2 separate regions of the Pan troglodytes genome follow, and region 2 is linked to region 1. Evidence: chromatin contacts called from public Hi-C data. All regions are on one chromosome and are shown on one strand. Each heading gives the region's core, a stretch centred on a gene start, on an enhancer-like site or on the middle of the called end of the contact. The rest is flanking DNA. Distances are from core to core; before and after follow the strand shown.

What was found. A called contact is a pair of places that touch in the nucleus more often than the background predicts.
Region 2: a Hi-C map of induced pluripotent stem cells shows a contact between it and region 1, with 4 times the contacts expected there. The contact joins two enhancer-like sites. A contact is called at or near these places in 3 of 7 Hi-C or Micro-C datasets (induced pluripotent stem cells and stem cell-derived neural progenitor cells) and 1 of 1 other capture datasets (stem cell-derived neural stem cells).

What each region holds. Positions count from the first base shown.
Region 1 is chr6:122,320,795-122,325,204 of NHGRI_mPanTro3-v2.0_pri, forward strand. No RefSeq gene overlaps it. Among named protein-coding and RNA genes, the nearest start is that of PIK3CG, 82 kb to the left of the region's middle. Within about 2 kb of position 1,862, at least 1 of the 24 cell types and tissues checked has an H3K27ac peak or open chromatin away from gene starts, as enhancers often do. A contact at or near this core is called in induced pluripotent stem cells, where this site is marked.
Region 2 is chr6:122,522,378-122,527,029 of NHGRI_mPanTro3-v2.0_pri, forward strand. It overlaps PRKAR2B (protein kinase cAMP-dependent type II regulatory subunit beta), which reads left to right. Exons shown (of 11, transcript XM_001148361.6): 6 at 592-745. Among named protein-coding and RNA genes, the nearest start is that of HBP1, 23 kb to the right of the region's middle. Within about 2 kb of position 1,969, at least 2 of the 24 cell types and tissues checked have an H3K27ac peak or open chromatin away from gene starts, as enhancers often do. A contact at or near this core is called in induced pluripotent stem cells, where this site is marked.

The sequences.
Region 1 (4,410 bases), core at 612-3,111:
TCTGTTTCCCAAATAATGTCCATCAAAATTTGTAGTCATTATTTTATTCTCTCATTAGAATATTCATTTCACTAGGTTTAGGACCAGGTATCCCTATACCTATACCTGACACATAATAAGTGTTTTATTTATTGATTTATTTATTGAGACAGGGCCCTACTCTGTCACCCAGGCTGGAGTGCAGTGGCACAATCCAGGCTCACTGCACCCTCCATCTCCTGGGCTCAAGCAATCTTCCCACCTCAGCCTCCTGGGTGTCTGGGACTACAGGCATGCACTACCCCACCAGACTAATTTTTGTATTTTTTCTAGAGTCAGGGTTTTACCCTGTTGTCCAGGCTGGTCTTGAACTCCTAAGCTCAAGTGATCCACCCGCCTCAGCCTCCCAAAGTGCTGGGATTACAGACGTGAGCCATCATGCCTGGCCTACGTGCTCAAAAAAAAAAAAAAAAAGCTTGAAGGAGTGTTGATGAATGGACCAAGGACAAATTTTGCCTCACAGTTTTGATTAAGATCTACTGGGTTGCCCACCATTTAATTTCTGGAGTCAAACCAGGAAACAACATTTTCTAGTAGAAATACTCAAAGCCTTCCACTTGGCCACAGTTGTATTAGGACTAGAAAGTTTCCCTACCTCTACCCTATTTGCACAAATGAGACCCTACTCATCAAATGCCACTGCATAGAAATAGTTCTATGCTACAGCCAGTTCTATCAATCAATGGCTGAATAGTTGAAATAATGGGGAAAGCATTCTTTGAGGATTTTTAGAAGACGCTCTTGAGCAAAATCTTTCACATGATCTGTATTTTGTGGTGATATTAAAGACCTTCAGGAATTTCAGCTAACTAGTTTCTTATTTTATTTTGGGGACTTGGCATTAGCAGCAATTCAACTCTCAGTCTTTCACAAACCTAAAGATTTAGCTCCCCGAGGGCCTATTCTCCACCATGAGGTATTAGGACAAATGAGAAAAATACTGAATTCCTTGCAGCCTTAGTCTCATATGCTGAATCTTTTTTCATTCTCATACTTATTGTGCCTTTTTAAAATAAAATTATAAGTTAAGATTCCTACCTTTACTAATTCCATCTATTACCAATATAAGCTTCCCCAGAGCTAAATGGCACCATCCTACTCTCTCCTGTTACATGGGCCATGTAACAGTACATTTGCACATACCTGGCACATATTTGATGCTTTAATGAAAGAGGTACTGTAGGGCCGGGTGCAGTGGCTCACGCCTGTAATCCCAGCACTTTGGGAGGCCAAGGCAGGTGGATCACCTGAGGTCAGGAGTTCCAGACCAGCCTGGCCAACCTGGTGAAACCACATCTCTACTAAGAATACAAAAATTAGCTGGGCATGGTGGCAAGGGCCTGTAATCCCAGCTACTCCAGAGGCTGACGCAGGAGAATCACTTGAACCTGGGAGGCAGAAGTTGCAGTGAGCTAAGATCACACCATTGCACTCCAGCTTCGACAACAGAGTGAGAATCCGTCTCAAAAAAAAAAAAAAAAAAGAAAGATAGAAAGAAAGAAAAAAACAGAAAGAGGTACTGTGATTTACCGGTTTTTGTCTTTATGAAGAAAATTGACAAACAATGACATTTTATGATTTTGTAAATAATGCATCCTTTTCTGGGTAATTATTATTGCCAGTACATTATGAAGTCCTTTGTTTTGTTTTATTTTTTAAATGAGTTCACTTTTGCATTTAAGTGCCTCTTAATACCACTTTTTCTCTTCAATTTGGTAATGAATGGCTCCACATTCTTGCTTCAGTTCAGTGAAGGTTCTTTTTTAAAAGCAGGGCCAGCCAGTTTATAGTCATGCATGTCCTGCCTTAGTGTTGAAGTAGATGCGTTTACAGAAACCAACCCCCAGGGGTCAGAATTAACCAACTAGAAGTGGCCTTAGGGGTTTTAGTCATTAGCTCAAGAACCCTCAGCTCTCTTTTTCTGGAGAGTATCCTCTTATCTGTTGTGAGAGAATTGAGATTTTCTCCAAAGAACTTTCTTACATCTCTTTACCTGAAGATATCAGAGTAGGTCTGGATGACAAAAAGAAAAGGCAATGTCAAAAATCATTGTGAGTAGGCTAATGAACCCTTTGTATATTGCACAAAAATGTTCCTGAATTGACAATTTAGATAACTATTTTAAGTCTTTCCTAATCCTTTAGCAAGAAATAATGTTCTTTGCTGGTTTTCCAACTTAGACCAAATAGCTTCTATTTTCACACTGATATAATTCTTCCTCCTTGTCTTGAACCCACTGTATGTATCTTTTTAGAAAAAAGTACATTATGTATATATATATAAATTATAATTCACAAAAACTTTTCAGAAAACTATTTCACAGAAGCACATTTGTATCTGACCTCAGATGTAGAGTATGGCAAAGGCAAAAACTAAGAACTAATGTTTAAAATGTTTACGGTGTTAAAATGTCAGGTTAACACTTAATTCAATACTTTTGGAGGATATTCCTATCAGAGTGGCTTCTTATGTTACAGTCAAAATTACTTTCTTGAGAGAAAACAAATATCCCAAAGTTTCTTGCAGCCCAGTTGTTTTCACTTTTGTCCTGTGGAAAGCCAAAGAAAAGCAAAGGCCACCACTCACGGGTAATGACCAAGCTTGAGCACCAGCATAAACTTAACTGTCATCAGAATTCCAGTAACACCTCCATCATCCTTGAACACAGTTATCATCTATCCCCTTCCCTATTCTGCTCCCAAAATCCAATTTTCCTCCTTCATTCTTATTATCATCTGGATTCCCCATTTGGTGGTAAACAAACTTCTTTATTATTCTCAACCTGTTCAAATAAATTCCCTGCTCTCTACTCTCCTTGCATAGAGGGAAGCTCTGCAGTCCCTGTGACACCACTTTTCTGTAGTCCTCTGGGACTAGGGTAAGAGCTGTTCTGTATTTTCAAGCTCTGTTTGTGTGTATTGCAAGGAAGGTTGCAGAATTCTCCTGTTTCCGCTTCCAAACTATTAATACTTCCTTTAGTCGCTCATTGTCATTCTCATCTCTGACCTCACTACACATTCAACATAAACTCGGCCAATTGGGTCACTTCTTCCACCTGGAGGACTTTAAATCTCCATGCATAAGCCACCTTAGGCTCACAGTACCTTGAGTCTCATGACCACACCTTGAGTTTAATTACTCCCCAGAATTGCTCCATCTTGGAAATCTTAGACTCCATACCACTTCCGCCTCCACCACCACATTCTATTCTTCTAGATCATCACAATACAGCCACCATTCAACCAGACTGCTACCGCCAGTTCTGAATCCCACCCAGGACTGGAGGCAGCAGTTTCCTTTACTCTTTTCCACCCTAGATTCCATGCTTACTTCAATCCCTTGTACTCTACCATCTCCAATTTCTCACTAGGTGGACTCCTTTTCTCCTCCCAGCTCTTCTCTCTCCTGTTTTCGTATTACATACTCTCCCTGAGTGACTTCATCTACTCCCACAGCTTCAGCTGCTACTAATAAGCCGATGCTTTCCAAATTTCCATCTCCAGCCAGATCTTTTTCCTAAATTCTGGAGCCACATAACCGAGTATCTATTGGACATTTCCATAAGCACTTCAAACTCAGCTTGTCAAAACTGAGTTACTCATCCCTCCCCCACAGTGGGAGTGGGAAATGTGATCCTCCTCCAATATCCTTCATCTTAGTGAATGGTGCATCATCTACCAAGTCTCAAATCTAAAAACCAAGAGTCATTCTTGACTCCTGTCTCCCTTGGCCACTTGGCCACATGCATTCTTTCTATCACCAAGTTCAGTCAGTTGTACTTATTCCTAAGTATCTGTGGAATGGACCTATCCCATATGGACTCTATTCATTTCTTCCTTGAATCTTTTATCAGGATTTTTTGTTGCAAACAAAAGAAACTAGTTCTGGAAAATTGGTTATAAGAAAAAAAAATACACAAACACACACATACATATCAGAAAGATACTGGGTAGCTCTCCGAAACTGAAGAAAAACTGACTAACTAGACCTCTCCCTGAGTGACTTCATCCTCAGGGAGGATAGAGGAATCAATGGCTTACAGAGGTAAGAAACCTTCTAAGGTTTACCATTAGCTGATTCAGCTCCAATCATCTTATGTGCTTATGTACCTCCTAGCTAATCTCGTCTTAACCACTCACATACCACCTTGACAATCCAGTCTACACACAGTAGCCAATAAGCTTTCTTTCTTTTTTTTTTTTTTTTTTTGAGACTGAGTCTCGCTCTGTCCCCCAGGCTGGAGTGCAGTGGTGTGATCTCGGCTCACTGCAAGCTCCACCTCCCGGGTTCATGCCATTCTCCTGCCTCAGCTTCCCAAGTAGCTGGGACTACAGGCACCCGCCACCACACCTGGCTAATTTTTTGTATTTT
Region 2 (4,652 bases), core at 719-3,218, 200 kb after region 1:
ACCCAGCCTCTTCAGATGATTTTTTTTTTTTTTTTTTTTTGAGTTGGAGTTTTGCTCTTGTCACCCAGGCTGGAGTGCAGTGGCACAATCTCGGCTCACTGCAACCTCCATCTCCCAGGTTCAAGTGATTCTCCTGCCTCAGCCTCCCGAGTAGCTGAGATTATGGGATCCCGCCATCACACCTGGCTAATATTTTGTATTTTTAATAGAGACAGGGTTTCACCATGTTGGCCAGGCTGGTCTCAAACTCCTAACCTCAGGTGATCCACCCGCCTCAGCCTCCCAAAGTGCTGTGATTACAGGTGTGAGACCCGGCCTCTCCAGATGGTTTTTTATGCATATACTATTTGGTTGTAGTCTTTAGTTATAGTTTTATCATTCCTTATTCCAAATTTTTATTGTTTAGTCCCATTTTTCCCAGCAGGCACATGGTCTGGAACAGATGGCACAGATTGATTCCCCTTTATTGTCATCGGAGGGGATAACAGGCTGGAAATAAGATTTTTATTTCACAGGGCTCTTTTCTGAAATAATGTTTTATTTTAATGAGATTTTATTTGAATTAACCTCCAATCTACATATGTCCAACAGAGGCACATTTGATATTTATGTGAAATGTGATGGTGTTGGAAGATGTGTTGGTAACTATGATAATCGTGGGAGTTTCGGCGAACTGGCCTTAATGTACAATACACCCAGAGCAGCTACAATCACTGCTACCTCTCCTGGTGCTCTGTGGGGTTTGGTGAGTAAAATACTTATTTGACCTGAATGTTATGATTTGTAGCAATTGCTATGACAGTGTTACAAATTGCCGCATGTAGTATTTTAATTTAAAGATCATCAGTCATCAGGTAATTTATTAAGCAGCCACTGAATGCTGAACTGTAGGGCACTAAGACTGCACTAAGTCAGATCCTGATGTCATTGCCCCCACTCCTCCAGTCCAGTCAGGAGCTTGGGACCTGGTGGCCCAGGAAAGACACTCAGATTCAGAATGCTCCTGTCTTACCCACTCTTAGAAAATAACCAGCCATACAAACACAGCCTTAAGTACTTTTTCTCAGATAGCTTTCTGAGGTAAGTATTATAATCTGATAAAGTGGTGGCTCCCAGAGTGTGGTCCCCTGAACACTGGCAGCTGTATCACTTGGGAACTTTTTAGAAATGCCCATTCTGGGGCCCCACCCACTGATTCTGACCTACTGCATCAGAAATTCGGAGTTTGAGAAACCAGTATAAAAGGATGCTCTTGGTGCTATAAATTGATTGGTAACTACTCTGCATTTAAAAGCAGTTGTGTAGGGAAAAAATGCTTGGTGGCTGTGCTCATGTGCCCCACATCAGAATTACCTGGAGTATTTTTTTAAAATCCTCTTACCTAGCCAGGCGCGGTGGCTCAAGCCTGTAATCCCAGCACTTTGGGAGGGCGAGGCGGGCGGATCACGAGGTCAGGAGATCGAGACCACGGTGAAACCCCGTCTCTACTAAAAATACAAAAAATTAGCTGGGCACGGTCGTGGGTGCCTGTAGTCCCAGCTACTCAGGAGGCTGAGGCAGGAGAATGGCATGAACCCGGGAGGCGGAGCTTGCAGTGAAGCTGAGATTGCGCCACTGCACTCCAGCCTGGGCGACAGAGCGAGACTCTGTCTCAAAAAAAATCCTCTTACCTAGACCTCACCACGGGCAAATTGATCAGAATCTTCAGCACTGGGACCTGAGCATTAGTACTTTTAAATACATTTCTTAATGTGGTATTCCCGCAAGACTTAAAAGCTGGTTTAAAGATATATTCGGGCAATATTTTCACATATGATGGGATGCAAATTATTAGGCCCTACTAAAGCTCCTTCTGGAGGATTGTATTTAAGGTAGTGATTCTCAAACTTTAATATGCTTACAAATCACCTGGGAATCCAGTTAAAATGCAGATTCTGATTCAGTGGTTCTGGGGTGAGGCCCATGATTTTTGCATTTCTCATCAGCTCCCAGGAGATGGCAGTACTGCCTGATGTCAGGCCAAACTTTAAACAGCATCGATTTAGGGAAATGTTTACAGTATATGTATTTTCTTTTAAAATTGTTGAAAATAGCCCACCCACTAGTTTTGACATGCATTTATTGGGTTATTTCTCTCAAATCCTTTTGTGGAAAGAGAAGAGGTTGAAGTAAATATGAAGTCTGTTAACAGTCTCATTTCCAAGGACTACTGTATATAGCATTATGGAAGTCACACATTATTTAGTCACAGTTCAGCATTTGACTCTGAAGTCAATTCAGCTGATAAAAAATATCTCTTGATCAAAGAGACAAGACATTTTACATTTCTTTTAATTGGAACCAGTTATTATATACTTATTTAAAAATGTGATGAGTCACTTTTTTAAGGTTTAGAGGAAAAGCTGAATTGTCTCAGGGAAAAGGAAAGAACTGTCAGTGATTTGAATACCCAAAGCCAGCAAAGAAAAAACTTCAAACCAGGACAGTCCTTCACCCACAGAAGTCTTTGTCTGCCTGTCATTAAAGTGGTGGGATAAATCTAGCATCTGCCATGACCTGTTTTATTCAGGAAGGTTTACTTTTCAAATGTAGTCATTCCAATGGGGTTGCCATTCAGATTCAGATTGTCAGATTGTCACACAGTGAGGAAACTGCCTCCTTGCACATCTTCAGAATAAGATCAACTGTTTTATAGGTTGGCCTCTTTGAATACTGATAGTTTTTAGCTCTTGTAGAAACTTTAATGGGGTATAAAAGACCCAGAATTTCCTAGTGCACGTACTACTTAAGTTCCTAAGATAGGATTAAGCATTTTCAGAGCTTTTTAGTAGTCTATACATGTTATTAAATTTTATAAAAATGGGCAGTTTGTGATAATCCTCCTGACATATAATAGCTTTCTAAAAAAGTTAGAATAATTAACATAATTACTTAGTATTTCAAGCCTACTTTTTAAGGGTGACTTGACTAATTATAATAACTCCTTCTCAGGGAGAGTCGAGTAGAAAATAAATTTTTCTTTTAAGGTCAACAGACTGGAGGTCTGCCTTATAAATACAGGTGTGTAAAGATAAGCAAAAAAAGCCCAAGAGAAAAGTCCATTGCAGAATAGTCTCACTCTGTAAATAATATTTGGTCACTATTAGCCTTAGGGCTAACATGATCTACGTGACTATACTGATGATTTGGAAAGGTGATTTTTGAAATGGCTTCAGGATGAAAGTATTTGAAATTCTGGACTTTATATGTCACAGTGGGTGTGAAGAAGTAGGTTACTAATGGAAAATTCTTTCTGAGAGATATAACTGATTATGATTAGTTTCTAAATCATTAAGCTATTTTGAGTCTTCTCTGTTTTGCAATAAACGCTGTCCATACAATGGTGTTATACCTGATTTCCAAACCTGATTACATATCAGAATCACTTTGGGAGCATTTATGAATTATTGAGCCCTACATGCAGAGATCTTGAGTCATTAAGGTCTGGTGTCTCAGAAATCTTTTTTAATACTATAGCTTATTCTGATGCAGAGCCAGGCTTGGAAATAATTTCAATATTTGTGCTAATTATCTTGTAAAATTTTCTTTTAAAAAAAGTATTAGGAGTAAAACAAGTCCAAATTACAGCCAATACCAAATTGGGAAACAAGATGTTTAATTTCCTAGTGTCTTAGTCCTTTTGGGCTGCTATGACAGACGGTTATAGAATGGGTGACTTAAGCAACATACATTTATTTCTCATGGTCTGGACACTGAGAAGTCCAAGATCAAGGCACCAGAAGATTCGGTGTCTGGTGAGGGCTTGTTTTCCTGTTTAACAGACAGCGTCTTCTACTTGTGTTCTCACATGGTGGAAGGGGCAAGGGAGCTCATTGTGATCTCTTTTATAAGGACATTAATCCCATTCATGAGGGCTCCAGCCTCATGACCTAACCATCTTCCAAAGGTTCCACCACCTAATACTATCCTGGGTGATTAGGATTTCAACAGAGGGATTTTAGAGTGATAGAAACATTCAGTTGCAGTCCATCACACCTAGAGACTTTCATCTATACTGGCATTTTTCTCCATTGCACTAGTTCATTTAAATTCAGCCTTATTATGTTGGCATAAGAAAGAATGAATAAGACCTAGTATTTGGTAGCACAATAGGGTGACCATAGTCAATAATAAAATTGTATATTTTAAAATAAATGTAATTGGATTTTTTGTAACTCAAAGGATAGATGCTTGAGGGGGCAGATACCCCATTCTCTATGATGTGCATATTTCATGTTGCATGCCTGTATCAGAACATCTCATGTACCCCATAAATATACACCTACTATGTACCCACAAAAATTAAAAATAAAAGTAAAAAAAATTAAAATATTGGCATAGTAATTTATTAAATAATATATCCCAATTTTTACTTTATTAAAATGGTATAATTGTTTATTAATGAATGCCAAGCTAACATAATTATTGAGGCTTTTATTAAAGAATTAAAATATTTTATGAGAAATTATTTAAAATAAAATTTTTAGGAAAATTATGTTTTGAGCTGTATCCTTAAAATTTTTACTAGTTCTTCAACCGAGTTCTGTATCTTTGAGGGCATGATAGTATAAACAGGAACATTTTAGACTGTGAACATGGTAAACACTGGAATT